Regions from separate parts of the Gossypium hirsutum genome. Here region 1 is linked to region 2. A link is a contact called in public Hi-C data. All regions are on one chromosome and are shown on one strand. The core of a region is the stretch at or near the end of the contact, and the rest is flanking DNA. Distances in the headings are between cores, read along the strand shown. Region 1 holds the start of LOC107887981 (a long non-coding RNA gene). Region 2 holds the start of LOC107963899 (OVARIAN TUMOR DOMAIN-containing deubiquitinating enzyme 12).

Evidence for each region. A called contact is a pair of places that touch in the nucleus more often than the background predicts.
Region 1: a contact with region 2 is called in a Hi-C map of leaf, with 1.7 times the contacts expected there. The contact joins the enhancer-like site here to the promoter of LOC107963899 in region 2. A contact is called at or near these places in 9 of 34 Hi-C or Micro-C datasets (callus, leaf and petal).

Annotation. Positions count from the first base shown.
Region 1 is chrA03:6,026,110-6,033,296 of Gossypium_hirsutum_v2.1, forward strand. LOC107887981 (a long non-coding RNA gene) reads left to right here and starts at 2,343. Exons shown (of 3, transcript XR_001681229.2): 1 at 2,343-2,418; 2 at 2,499-2,699; 3 at 2,768-2,803. Within about 2 kb of position 5,677, at least 2 of the 9 cell types and tissues checked have an H3K27ac peak or open chromatin away from gene starts, as enhancers often do. A contact at or near this core is called in leaf, where this site is marked.
Region 2 is chrA03:5,964,817-5,971,669 of Gossypium_hirsutum_v2.1, forward strand. It overlaps LOC107963899 (OVARIAN TUMOR DOMAIN-containing deubiquitinating enzyme 12), which reads left to right and starts at 3,333. Exons shown (of 10, transcript XM_041106825.1): 1 at 3,333-3,575; 2 at 4,109-4,487; 3 at 4,586-4,758; 4 at 4,852-4,925; 5 at 5,094-5,148; 6 at 5,695-5,768; 7 at 5,851-5,899; 8 at 6,472-6,556. The coding sequence starts at 4,151. It overlaps LOC107963897 (phosphatidylinositol N-acetylglucosaminyltransferase subunit A), which reads left to right. Exons shown (of 10, transcript XM_041106805.1): 5 at 733-887; 6 at 1,079-1,169; 7 at 1,285-1,401; 8 at 1,483-1,586; 9 at 2,107-2,197; 10 at 2,581-2,801. The coding sequence ends at 2,676.

The DNA.
Region 1 (7,187 bases), core at 4,427-6,926, 64 kb after region 2:
GAATTCGGCGTGATCTTCATCCTCAAGTACTTCCGAATGGGAAATATCGGTTGCCGCCTTCTATTTTTTCAATGTCAAAGGAAGAGAAAGAGGTGTTTTGTATGGTGTTGAAGGATATAAAGGTCCCAGATGCGTATGCGTTAAATATATCTCGATGTGTGAGTCTTAAAGATCGAAGGTTATATTCATTAAAATCACATGATTACCACATCTTGATGCAAGATTTACTTCCAGTTGCTTTACGGTGTTGCATGTCAAAAAATGTGACGTCCTGTATAATTGAACTATCCAATATAATGAAAGCTATTTGTGGCAAAGTTTTGGATGTTGAAGAACTTAAGAAAGTACAGGATCGAGTTGCTTTGACTTTATGCAATTTGGAGAAGATCTTTCCACCTTCCTTTTTCACTATTATGGTGCACTTGGTAATCCATCTCCCTCACGAAACAATACTTGGTGGACCGGTTTTTTATCGATGGATGTATCCAATAGAAAGGTGCTAATTTATTTGTCAAGTATTTATTTATTCGCGTCTATACATTTAGTTACAACTTTTGATAAATATTGTATATCGTGTTTAGGTTCCTAAGCAAATTGAAATCTTATTGTCGCAATAAGCGTTATCCAGAAGGATCAATTGCTGAAGGCTACTTGGCAGAGGAGTGCATGACATTCTGTTCTAGATATTTAGAAGATGTTGAAACACGATTGAATAGACCAAATAGAAATACTGGGCTCAATGATCATAACTTGGCCGAAACTTATTTATTCCAAAGTTGTGGAGAACCAATTGGCAAAGTTGAAATTGCAGAATTAGATGATATATCGTGGATACAAGCACATCGATATGTACTTTTTCACCACGATTTAGTTGAACCGTTACGCAAGTAAGTTCTAAAATTTCCTCACATATTTGTCGTTTTGATTTGTTTATCTTCTAACCAAATACACTTGTTTTTAACATAGTGAGTACAAACAAATTTTGAGATCTCGTGCACGCTCTCGAAGATTGCAACATCGAGAGATTAATAAGTTATTCACAGAATCTTTTCATGAATGGTTAAGTCAAACGGTATGTAACTAAAGTTAATAAGTTACATATAATCCCGATATTTAGTTAATTATTCAATTTACTTTCGATTCAATAGGTTTGGAGTGGAAAGGACGTCAATGACGAAGTTAAATGGCTTTCCCAAGGTCCGAACAGAATAATAAAAAGATATAGTGCCTTCCTCATCAATGGATACAGATTTCATACAAAGTATCGTGAGAGAATGAGGAGAACTCAAAATTGTGGAGTTGTTGTTAATTCTTCAATTACAAGTTATGCTAATGCTAGGGACAGTAATCCGGTTGAGGGTAATGTGGAGTATTACGGACTTATTACCGACATTATTGAGTTGGATTACTATGGCAGATGGAAAGTTGTCTTATTTCGGTATGATTGGGCTGATGTTAATACTGCTCGAGGAATTAAAGAAGATCAATTTGGTTTTACAATGTTGAATTTCTCTCGCTTGATTCACACTGGACAACAATTGATGGATGAGCCATATGTATTTTCCTCTCAAGTGAAACAAGTTTTTTATTCGAAAGATCCAACTGATGAGGGTTGGTATGTTGTACTCTGTAACACCCCTAGAGACTTGTTTGAAATGGGTAATGGAAGTAGAGATGACATCATCGAAAGATCAGAAACATTACCTTTTCCAGAACAAAACTTAGATGAAAATATCCCTAGTACTAATACACAACAGCAATGGGTTCAACATGATGTGGATGAAGATATTTACGAATAATGATGTAGTAAAATTTTACAATTTTTTAATTATATGTAATATTATAATTTTAATCTTTGTCATGTTATATAATTTAACTATTTTATATGTACTACTATTGTGCTAAATTTGTTACTAAAACTTTAATTATTTTATGTGTATTGCAGGAAAAATGCGTAGAAGAAGAGTACGAGATTTAAGTATTGTCCAGAATACTCCAAAATCGGAAGAAAGAAATAGTGAACAGCAGACAGTTGTTGGATCTTCGAATGTGCCGGAGACACTTAATGAGCCTGAAGAATTTCAAAGTAATATTTTGTTCATTTTACATGTGTTGACTTTTATTATTGAATTATTTGTCAATTTTAATATAATAATAGTATATCATTTTTCAGCTGAAAGTGGTGGGACGTGCAGAGTTCGAGGACGTACGCTACTTAGAGATTTATACGATTTAGATCCTGTCAAGCGTGTTAAAGTAAGTAGAAATACTCATGGTCAGCCTGTTGGATCTGAAGCTCGACTTTTAGCAGGCTATTTGGGCATTTTAGCACGAAATGCAAATATGTTGCCCATCAACTACGAATCATGGCATCACATGCCTGATAGCAACAAAAATCAGGCTCTCGCTAATATTAAGGTAACAAAATGTGAATGCAATTTATAATACTTTGGTTTAAGTTTCATTTATATTTACATTCTAAACTTATGTTTTTTTAGGAGAGATTTGCTTTAGAAGTCTCCGATGATTATATCAAGAAGGCATTAGGTAAAAGATGGAGAGACAATAAAAGCACTTTAAAGAAACAATATTTTAAGAAAGACATAAGCCTCGAGGAAAAACTGAGAAATGTTCCGCCAGGAATGCTGAGGTATCAATGGGAAGATGCGGTTAGATTTTGGAATTCAAAGAAATGAGAGGTATTGCGTATTTCCAAACTCTTATATATAGTGTTTACTATATACGTAATAATAATTTTATTATGTAGGACCGTGAGCGAGTTGGAACAAGCAGCAGGCAAAAACAAAAATTCACGCACACGGCAGGGTCGAGAAGTTTTGCTTCTGTAGCTGAGGCCGAGGTATTATGAATTTATTAATTCTTTCAAATATTAATAACTTTCTATTATTAAATAATATTCTTACTACTATATTGTAGGAAGTCAAATCCGGACAAAAAGTTGGACGCCTTCAGCTTTTTGAGATTACGCATGGAAGAAAGATGGATCTCCTATGACATCCGAAGCTGGAGAAATTATGGTATATTCACTTAATAATATTTGATTTATTCTAAATATTTATAATCTTTAATTATAATTGTTTAATTCAATTCATCATTAGTAGTTTTAAAAAATGTTAAGTTATGTTGCATTTCTTTTTATTATATATTTCGTTTCTAACTCTTTAATTGATTTTTTAGGAGAAACTAAAGGAGAAGAAGGCGGAATATGAAGCGATTGCTTCGAGTGATAGTTCTGTTAATCTTGAGAACATTGATAACAGAATTATCACTGAAGTTTTGGGTCCTGAAAGGTACGGTCGGGTTCGATTTCAAGGATCTGATGTTACCCCGACCCAATATTTTGGATCCAGCTCCCAGCAATACATGCCTTCCGGAAGTCAAGCTCAAGCTGAAGTTCAGAGGTTAAGAGACCAGATAGCTCAGATGCAAGCGAACACGGTTGAGCAAATTGCCGAGGTTCAACGAAAATATGAAGAACTCCAGCAACAACTTAGAGCGGAGGCAGCAGATAGGGAGGCAGCGGCTGCAGCGAGAGAGACAGAGGCACGAGCGATGGTAGCAGAACAGAGCAAAAAGTACGATGACCTCCAGCTACAGCTTCAGCAGATGATGCATATGTTTCAACAATCGCAAAAGCCGCCGTCTTAGACATTAATTTTCTTATTGTAAGAATGTTTTTAAGTTTTTTCACGTTTAACATTATTGTAAAAATATTTTAAATTATACTTTATTTATTAATTATATCATATATCTTTAGTTAAATTTGAAGTATCATTTAGAATTAATGTTTTTGGTTGTATTTTTTATGTTAAATTTGCTGTTTTTGGCTGCATTTTATATTATATTTGTTGTATTTGGTTGGATTTTAATGCAGGAAGGGCTGGATATTGGTGAAAAAAAATATTACAAATCTGCCAAATTTAGCGGCGCTTTTTTTGCAAGCGCTGCTAAAAGCCTTGACCTTTAGCGGCGCTTTTCCCACAAACGCCGCTAAAAGCCTTGACCTTTAGCAGTGCTTTTCCCACAAACGCCGCTAAAAGCCTTGACATTTACCGGCGCTTTTCCCACAAACGCCGCTAAAAGCCTTGACCTTTAGCGGCATTTTTTTCCAATAAACGCCACAAATTTTTGTGGCGTTACCTATAGCAGCGTATTTTGCGGCATTTTAGAAAGCGCCGCAAAAAGTCTGTTTTCCTGTAGTGCCTCAATGGTTTTTGCATGCAAAGTAAAATGCAAACAAATATTGAGTCATTGATTATCTAATGTTTAACTAATACTAAGCGGTAGTACATGGTCGAACCATAATACGGAGAGATAACTTATATTGGTAGATAATCTAATGTATATATATAGATAAAAATATTATACTAAGAGTACTAGATCCCAACATGTTGCTGTTGTTGTAGTGTTGTTCTGTAATCCTTCTTTTTTCAATAAATTTTCATTTAATGAGAAAAAAAAACAACAACTCATGTTCAAAATAGATCAAAACAACCCTTCTTTAGGAATACTCTTGTTCAAAGAGATGTTTCGCAAATGATGAGAAATATAATATTAGTTCACCAAAGTAGAAAAAAGTGGGAGAAAAAACCCCAAAATGTGATAGAATTTTTGAGTTATTTTAGCTATTACTAGAGAGCTTTGCTTGATAGATGAAATATTGATATAGTTAAGATATTTCCTTTCACCCTTTGTTGTACTATTGAGTACTCCTTCTTTCACAAACATAGTGAATAAAACATTCACTATTCACTTTATCAATAACTTAAACCCTTTGTAATAAATCATTAATGTCTTTACAACAAAAAGTATTCTCTTGTAATTTATATTTACTAAGTTATGTAATCTTTATTTTCTATACTTATAAATAGTTTCTCATAAGACTCTTGAAATTATCTATAATCTTTCTTCTTATTTCTCTTTTTAGCCTTATTCTTCTTGCACTGCTACTTTAATCATCACCAACCACTGCACTTAATAGTATTTAATTTACTCGAATATTTTTCTACTGTTTCTCAATAAATTAGGTTTCATATGTTTGCAACACTTTCTCTTTTACCAAAAAAATCCTCTACACAAATCAATATATATAAAAGTACGTAACCATTTCCATTCCTCCATGATTCATCCGGGACTTACTGTTCACATAATTTAGATAGTGCAAAGTACTTTATATCATCAACAACTAAAATATCTAAAATATATTTAAAAAATTATCACTTTCAAGAGCATTAAAAGATCCTTTTTGCATATTATAAAGTGTAATGGGCTGAATGATTGCATCCAATTGCAATGATACAGCTTCTTCATCCTTGGTGTAGTAGAACTTTTGTTGGATTTGATTCACACCAATATTGCACCTTATTAGATACAACATATTGTTTTCATTATTAATTTAAAGAAAACAGCAAAAAGCAACAAAAAAAATCTGCCTAGTTTTATCCGAGATCTTAACTGGAATGAAAATAAAACTTGTAATTGAAATTTAAGTTTTAAAGTCATTTAATTGAAACCATTATTTTCTTTTAATTGAAAATAAAACTAGTTTTAAACCTGAAGCTGTTAGTAGTGAAGTCCTTGAGACTGGTACTATTCATAGACCGAGTGATGGAACGAGTGCTATTGAATTTGACTGGTGGGATCGCATACTATCCACCATGAACATGGAATCTGAATTGCAAGAAATCAGATATTTCTTCAGTGTAGCCTGCGTCTACCTTGCACCGAGGTGGTCCACAACCTCCAGATTTTATTAATATTTTTTTAGTTTAAATGCTCTGAGACAAAATATTTTAAAGTTGTTCACGTAAAGTTTAAACCTTTCAAAATAGTTAAATAAAAATTAAGACTTTTCGAAAGTGCTCAAATAATTGCTATTAATGCATTCACTCAATTGTTAGTATAAATTTAAGTGAACAATAACATATTTAGAATATAACACATGTCAACTGAATTAGATATTAATTGTAATTTGATTTATGACATTTGGGGTTCTGCCGGAAATTTTTTATTATTAAAAGAAGCTTATCGACTTACCATTTCACAACCAAAAGATAAAGCAAAATAATAACATTATAGAAGGTAATATATTGCTACACAGTAATAGCGGATTGACTGTGTGTTTATTTATTTGTCCTCATAGTGAGGAGATTGTTTCAATATTCGAATACCCCAATAAGGCTAGCTCCTAATTAGTTAGGAATATCTTATTTGGCATGCATCCCCAGATGTGGGTTCTCTTCCCTGTACTTCTTCTGGAATACAATTTAGAGACGTTGCAAATACTGAAATGTGAAATGCTTCTTAGGTTATTGAAACTTCACCATCTAATGGCACCATTAATGTAAATTGCAATGTGTCCCATTCGGATGCACAGCAGTTGAGATCCACAGGATCAACTTCTAACCTCTCTCCTCCTAGTCTGCCTTCAGTTACTGCGATTGAACATCAACCAAGCAATGCAAACCAAATTGCTAGCCAGTTTTCTCAAGACCCGAGGCAACCGGTGGCAGACCGGATTGAGCTGTCCAATTGAGATATTTTGTAGCCTGTGCATTCACATATCATTGGTGGGCTTGTGAGACAGGCTTCGGTCCCTTCTGTTTCTAGTGGCCTTCCCATACAGACTGCACCTATTGCATCATATCAGATACAGGTTCCTATGTATTATGACCCATTTCAATACGAAATGTAAAGAATAATTAAAGAAGATCAAACCATTAAGGTTTATAAAGACAAGATTAGTGCCCTTTTTACTTGTTTGCTTATTTACTAATAGTGGTATATGGTTTACTTTCAATCAAGAATTTCCTCTCTTTGAACAGAAGCTGAAGCTGAAATCAGAGTGTGAGAAGGAGATTAAGGAGGTTGTAGCTCAAATTAATAGGAAGTATAAAGTTAAACTCCAGGAGAAAAAGACAATTTATGTGCTAGAAATAGAACTTGTTATAAATTTCAACAAAGTTCTCTTAATCAAAGGTCTTGATCGTGGCTTTTAGGTCTAAATGTATGGATAATGGACCATCTGGTTCAAAGGGTACACAGCAAGGTGAATTTAATATATTACTTAGTAGTGCTACTGTAGTAAATGGAAGAATAGAGAATCAAATGGATGCTTATAATAATCTACTTGACGAAAATTCCAGCACTAGTGCCTGGTAGGTTTA
Region 2 (6,853 bases), core at 2,083-4,582:
GTCATGGTATTAGTTAGAAATGAGCAGTTCACCCAGTTCTTATGTTGCTTCACCAGCTACTGGCAAGAGTATGAGATGGTTGAATGTTTTTATTACCTATGTCCTTTGGTTTGATATTCTGCAATGATGGTTAGTGTTGTTGCTACTGGCTAGACTAAGCATAAAATGGCCCCCATTATATATCCATATGAACTGTTGGCCATTTTTACGTAAATTTGGTGTATAGTCCCTATTTACATACAAAAGATATGTTTATGTAGAATAAATATCCTGCCTTTTCAGCAGTGTCTTCCTATTTGATGAATGTAATTGCTTTTTTATGGTTCAATTTATTTTAGTCTTGGAAAATATTTCAGTAGCCATTCTTTTGGTTTGCTTTCTGCAGTTAGCATGAGAGGAGTTAGTTGCAAAAGGGTTTATTATGGCTTTCTAAATTATGATGGTTCATCAGTTATAGGCCCAAAAATTAGTATGTTTAGCCAACTGCCATATTGCACCTGCTCTCTCTCACATACACAAGCCTCTTACATCTAGACATCTGAATTTCTGCTACACTTACACATTGCTGATCCATTGTCATGTTTTAAATTTTAGTTAAATCTTTCAGTGTGTTGGTTATAGTTCCTCATTTGGATGAAGACTTGGTATTTAGTAGAAAGTATGACTGTACTCTAACATGTTAGTCTGCACTGTTATTTTGAGTTATTTTCTCATTTTTAAACACCTGCGAAGGTACGTTTCGTTGTTGGTGGAGATGGACCTAAAAGAGTGCGGTTGGAAGAGATGAGAGAAAAGCATTCTCTCCAAGATCGAGTTGAGATGTTGGGGGCTGTACCACATGCTTCTGTAAGGTCTGTGCTGATTTCTGGCCACATTTTTTTAAACAGGTAAATTTTTGGTTCCTACAGACCACCCTTTTTTAGTTTATTTCTTTTTTATGTAACCAGAAGCCAAGAAAAAAAAAAGGAACAGAAGAAGAAGAAGAAGAAGAAACACAAAGAAGACAAATTAACATTCATTGATCATTTGATAATCAAGTGTAAAGGCGGATGAACTTAATTGCTTTTCCTTTTGACAGTTCTTTAACTGAAGCTTTTTGTATAGCCATATTGGAGGCTGCAAGTTGTGGACTATTAACTGTCAGCACACGTGTAGGAGGTGTCCCAGAGGCATGTACTTCAAACTGTCATTAACCTAGACATACCAAACTGGTTTATGCTTTTGCACCTAAAAGGATTGAAATTTATTTAAGATATCCTCTAATTTTCCATTTATTTGTTTTAGGTTTTACCCGATGACATGATAGTACTTGCTGAACCAGATCCTAGTGACATGGTACATGCAATTAGGAAGGCAATATCTATCCTTCCTAATATTGATCCACAGGTTATGCATGATCGAGTAAGTAATTTTCATTGACTTCATATAGTAATTTTGAACTGCGTGAGGTGGACAAATGCATATTTCTCTTTTTGTGGCAAGATGAAGAGACTTTATAATTGGAACGATGTTGCTGAAAGGACTGAGATTGTATATAATCGTGCCTTGAAATGTTCTGATCAGAGTCTTCTAGAACGACTTTCCAGGTATGCCATTGAATGTTTTCCCCGAAGATGATGCTCACAAATTTGTTTTAGCCAATAAGATGGTGTCATGCTTTTCAAGCACCTCTGATTTCACTGAAAGGTTTTTGGTATAATGTTGAGTGTATGGCATGGATATTTTCTTATGTGCTTTTAGTATGGAAGGCAGGAAGATTAAAAGTTCGCTTATTAAGTAATTAAATAAAAACTTACATACAACCTTGCAATCATCAACCGTATGTACACTCAAGCTCGCATTATCTAGTTGTGAACAGGACTTGGAGATGAGTATTGAACATAATTATGTGTTTGTTTATGGGTATACCAATCTTTTAAAGCTTTTCTTTATATTTTAAAGTTGATACCCTCTTGTTTATGTTGTGTCGGACATGGGTACTTCAGGGACAATGGAGAATCCAAGTAATATACAAAGTGGTAGCTTGTAACTTTCAAATATTTGGTAAAATCAGTAGATTATTTTTGAGTTATTACCAAGGATGCTAATGAGGTCATGTTTTGTTAGGTATCTTTCATGTGGAGCTTGGGCAGGCAAGCTGTTTTGCTTGGTTATGATAATCGACTTTTTGATATGGCGTCTGTTAGAACTATTGCAGGTACATGGTGTTTTTTTTTCTTTTTGGTATGATCCCGGAAAATTAAATCAGTAAATTGGGTGAATCAGTTTGGTTTTTAATCGGCTCAATTTGGATTCAATTCAAGTTTTAAAATTTTTTGGTCATTTAGGGTCATTTTCGGTTATTCCAGTTCGGGGTTGTTTTCGGCTTGAGGCTATGGTTTTTCGGGTCAGTCATTATGGGTTTGGACCATGTCGAGTTTTGTTCATTTTGATTTTGAGTCATTTCGGGTTTGGGTGGCTTTGTAGGTTTTGGTCATTTTATGTTTAAGACTAGACGTGTTGGATGGTTGGACCAGGTTTTGAGTTTTGGGTCAGAACTTAACATTTATACATGAAGTGATGGTTTGTTTTTGTTACCAGCCTGCAGAGGATATCGAGGAGGTGCCTGATGTGGCTCTACGCTGCCATCAACACGGAGAAAGGATTGAAGAAATATATCGTTGCAAGTCAGAATAATAGTATAGCAATAGTTTTCGAGTTTATAACAATATTATTAGCTTCAAATATTTGACGTTTCGTCTTCAAGCATTGTACCTTATTCTATTCTTTATGCATTTTAAGTAAAAATCTTATTGCTGCAATCCACTTCTGAATGTGCTTTCTTGAAATCCCATGTTTTTCACTTCATTTTAATTATTATTCACAACGAGGCCTTGGCATAGTTAAGAGGTCTTGGGCATGCACAATTAAATGCGTGGACTTTCAGTTTCACCATACATTATCGCCAAACCTGAATTTTAGTTCAGTTAATAGTGGTTATTTAGACGTGGTTATTTGGACATGTACTTGTATTTTGATATTTTAATTATAATTGTTAACGTTTAAAAAATTATTATTTACAAATATAATTTTACAATTAATGAGTCTTTAAAAAATGCATTATATTATGTTTTACTTCGTTTTTTAAAAAAAAATTGAAACACATTTTAAGTAAATTTTTTTCAAAAAGAGATGATGTGCAGCTTATTGGTTTATATATTCAATGTTTTTCTTATGAAAGATTAATGTGCCTTATTTTGGTTTTCACGTGGGATTTAATGTACCTATGCAATCTGTAACAGCAAATTTTTTTTTTTTTTGTGGGGCGGGGGGTGTTTTTATCTGCCTAACTTTAGAGGTACAGCGCCTAATTTCACTTGGATTGGGCTTTGTGGAGATTAGCAACTGGGAAATACAATTCCAGTCAGAAAGAAGAGCAATACCCTACAAAATACTGCTACAGGCTACGAGTGAAGAAGAATGAAGATGCCGTAGCCGTCACGTAACGTTGACTGTTAGTCTCCACCACTATCACCTGACGGAAGCAAAGTAATAGTACCATTAGTACAATACCACGTGAACTGACCCTCCTTCCTGTAATTATTATTACTTTTTTTTTTTTTTTGCATTTTTTCCCTTCCATTTTAAAGTATTCCCCACTCATCTCGTCTCTGCGGCGTATCGACCCCGCATTTTATTTTGTTTTATTTTATTTTTCTCAATGGGTTTTTCTGATATTATTTTCATGGATAAATTATCTTAATTAGTTTCCTTCTAATATCATTCAGCTAATCTGGTATGTTGAGAAGTTCTCATTTCTTTTTTAATGAATGTGTTTGCTACTTTTCTTGTATTCTTAATTCTTTCTAATTTTCTATAATGCCATTGTTTAAGGGACAATTTGGGTTTTCTAATCTGAGCAATTTGTTGTTAATTCATTGTTTAGTTTGATATTGTTGGGGGGGGGGTCTATTTGGCCATTTTTGGCTGCAAATCTATTAGTTAAAGCTCAAACCTTTACATAAAGTAGAAGTATTTAAGCTATAATAAAATCTGGGTATTGCAATTTGTTGCTAAATAACTAAACTTTATTATCATATATATATTTTGTCTATGTTCATCACTGCAGGAAGCAGATTTTGGGGGTTAAGAGATTTTATCTACAGAGAGGATGGTGACATCTGAGCAAGAACACGATTTTGTTAAGTGGGGTTTGCAACTATTCAATAGTGATCCCTATGCTAATTGTGGATATTGTGGTGTGTTAACTCAAGAAAATGGAGAGTATTACACTGGAAATAGTTTCAAGGAGGATGATCATTACGACGCAGGAGAATGTTGTAATGTGGAAAATGATGAGGCTATTGCTCATACTCTTCAACTTCAAGAACTGTCAAAACTTGCAGTGGTGGGATCTCCAAGCCAAGGGGACGAAGAAGAATTGCAGTTGCAAGTGTCTGGTTACACTCGAGATTGTATCAATCAGGCTGTTGGGGACTTTGGTTCTGGTATAAGGAAGTTTCTGAATTTTCGAGTTCAACGGTTTGAAGTTGCTGATATGTCTTTAATGTATTGCATTTATATGTTTCTGTTTTGTGATTTGTAGGGCAAGGTTGTGGTGAGGAAGAGCAAGATGAAATAACAACTTCTAGTTCATGTTCTAGCCCTGAAGAGAAGTTGTTATGTGAAGAGGATAGGTCATATTCATTGGAGCTAACCGATGAGTTTGCTCTTGATGGTGAAGTTGGGAAAAGGCTAAATCAGATGGTTCCTGTTCCTGTAAGTGTGACTATAAGGTTTAAGTTCTTGATTATGACATCTATAAAGTAGTGTCGTAGTTATGCATTTAGATTTATCTCTGGTTGTGTGTAGCATATTCCAAGAATCAATGGTGAGATACCCTCTGTTGATGAAGCAACTTTAGATCATCAAAGACTACTAGAGAGGTTTGCATTTTTTTTTTTGTTTTGTTTCCTGGAACTTGGAATTGGACTTTTCTTTGAATTCTTTATCTTTATATTTTCTAGCTATTTTCTAATTCTATTACCATTTTTTCCCCTTTGGTTGGCCTATTTGCTGAATATATGGTTCTGGTAATTCTTTTACTGTAACAGATTGCAAGTCTATAATTTAGTGGAGCTTAAAGTTGAAGGAGACGGTAACTGTCAGGTTAGCTTAAAAGTTGAAAGCATGGATATTAACATCAATAGAGCTAGATAGCATCAATATGGTTGAAGTTGTTTTGTGTCTAAACTGTCATTATGCATAGGTTTCATGTATCCATATAAAAGCACGGGTGCCTTTTGATATTGGTTCCCTTCTAACATTAATTTCCAAGGTCTTGACTCCATTGTTGGTAAAACTTTCGAATGTTGTTACCGACATAAAATCTCATCCCCTATGACATTCTTCCCAGTGATCATGGAAGCTTACTAATTGTTACTGCAGTGCTTCATGTAAATTATATGCCTGATGTCTCATTAGCTTCATGATGTTGCCAGTTCCGTGCTCTATCTGATCAAGTTTATCGAACTCCTGAGCATCATGAGTTTGTGAGGCAGCAAGTTGTAGACCAGGTTGGCCTTTAACATACAATAGCAAAGTTAGGCGTTTTTGTTTGTTGGGCTTGTGTATAGTCGTTCATTGAAATCATTGTGCATTGCAAATAAAGTTTGATGTTAACTTTTCTTTTCTTGCTATATCTTGCACAATCAGCTTAAGTCTTGTCCAGATATATATGAGGGGTATGTTCCCATGGCATACAGTGACTACCTGGAGAAGATGTCCGAGTATTTTTCTGTTCCTCCATGACTTAACTATTCTTCCTTTTCTAGTTTTCTTGACCTTGCTTCATCATATTGATGCTTATAGGAGTGGTGAATGGGGTGATCATGTCACTTTGCAGGCTGCTGCAGATTCGGTATGCTCCACCTGTCTTTTCTTTTTGGCTTTATTCATAATTTGGACGTTGAATTATATCTGATTTCCCACTTTGGTACCTAAAATTTTTTTGGTCCCACCTTGGTACTTGAAATATCATTTTCACCCCATTTTACCCCCAGAAATTACCAGCGTCCAATAAGAATGTGTCATGTGTTTATTGGCAATTTTTTTTGGGTAACTTGGGATGGAAATTTCAGGTACCAAAATGGAAAAAAAAGTTTAGGTATGAAGTGGAAAAATGAGTATAATTTAGAGGCCAAATCGTGAATTAAGTCTTTCTTTTACCCTCTTGTTTGTGATAGATTTCACATTCCCCCTCCCTTAAATTTTTGTTATATTTTTCAATTTGCCTAACCTGCATATCAATTTTCCGTTGTCAATCCTCCAGTTTCTCTATGATTCAGTAGACATCCAAAAGATTAGTTTATGCCAATTTCAGTTTGCTGCTTTATCGTGCACAATATGGGAAGAAAAACTGTATTGGTTATTGTGATTTTGTTAAAATATGCCAACAGTGGCTGTCTAATGCATGCTAATTGCTTGTTGCAGTATGGTGTTAAAATATTTGTCATAACATCTTTCAAGGACACTTGCTACATTGAGATTCTTCCAAATGTCCAAAAGTCAAAACGAGGTATAGTCTATAGTATTAGCTTCTATTAGTAAGTTATTTTTCTTGTTTATCGTCATGATTCTGATTGCAATTAATACATTGAATGTCATGTTAAAATTTCTTCCTAGCATTTGAGCATCTCTTGTTATATCTCAATAGTTAGAGGTGCAAGCTGCCGTCTGACCATTTAGTTTATGATGATGGTTGATCGAAAAATATCTACTTCGTAGATTTTCTATCCTTCGTTTTTATCTAGTGGTTTTCTAGAGAAGAAAGATGCACACTACGGCTCAAACATTGTGCTATTCGGTGGGAATT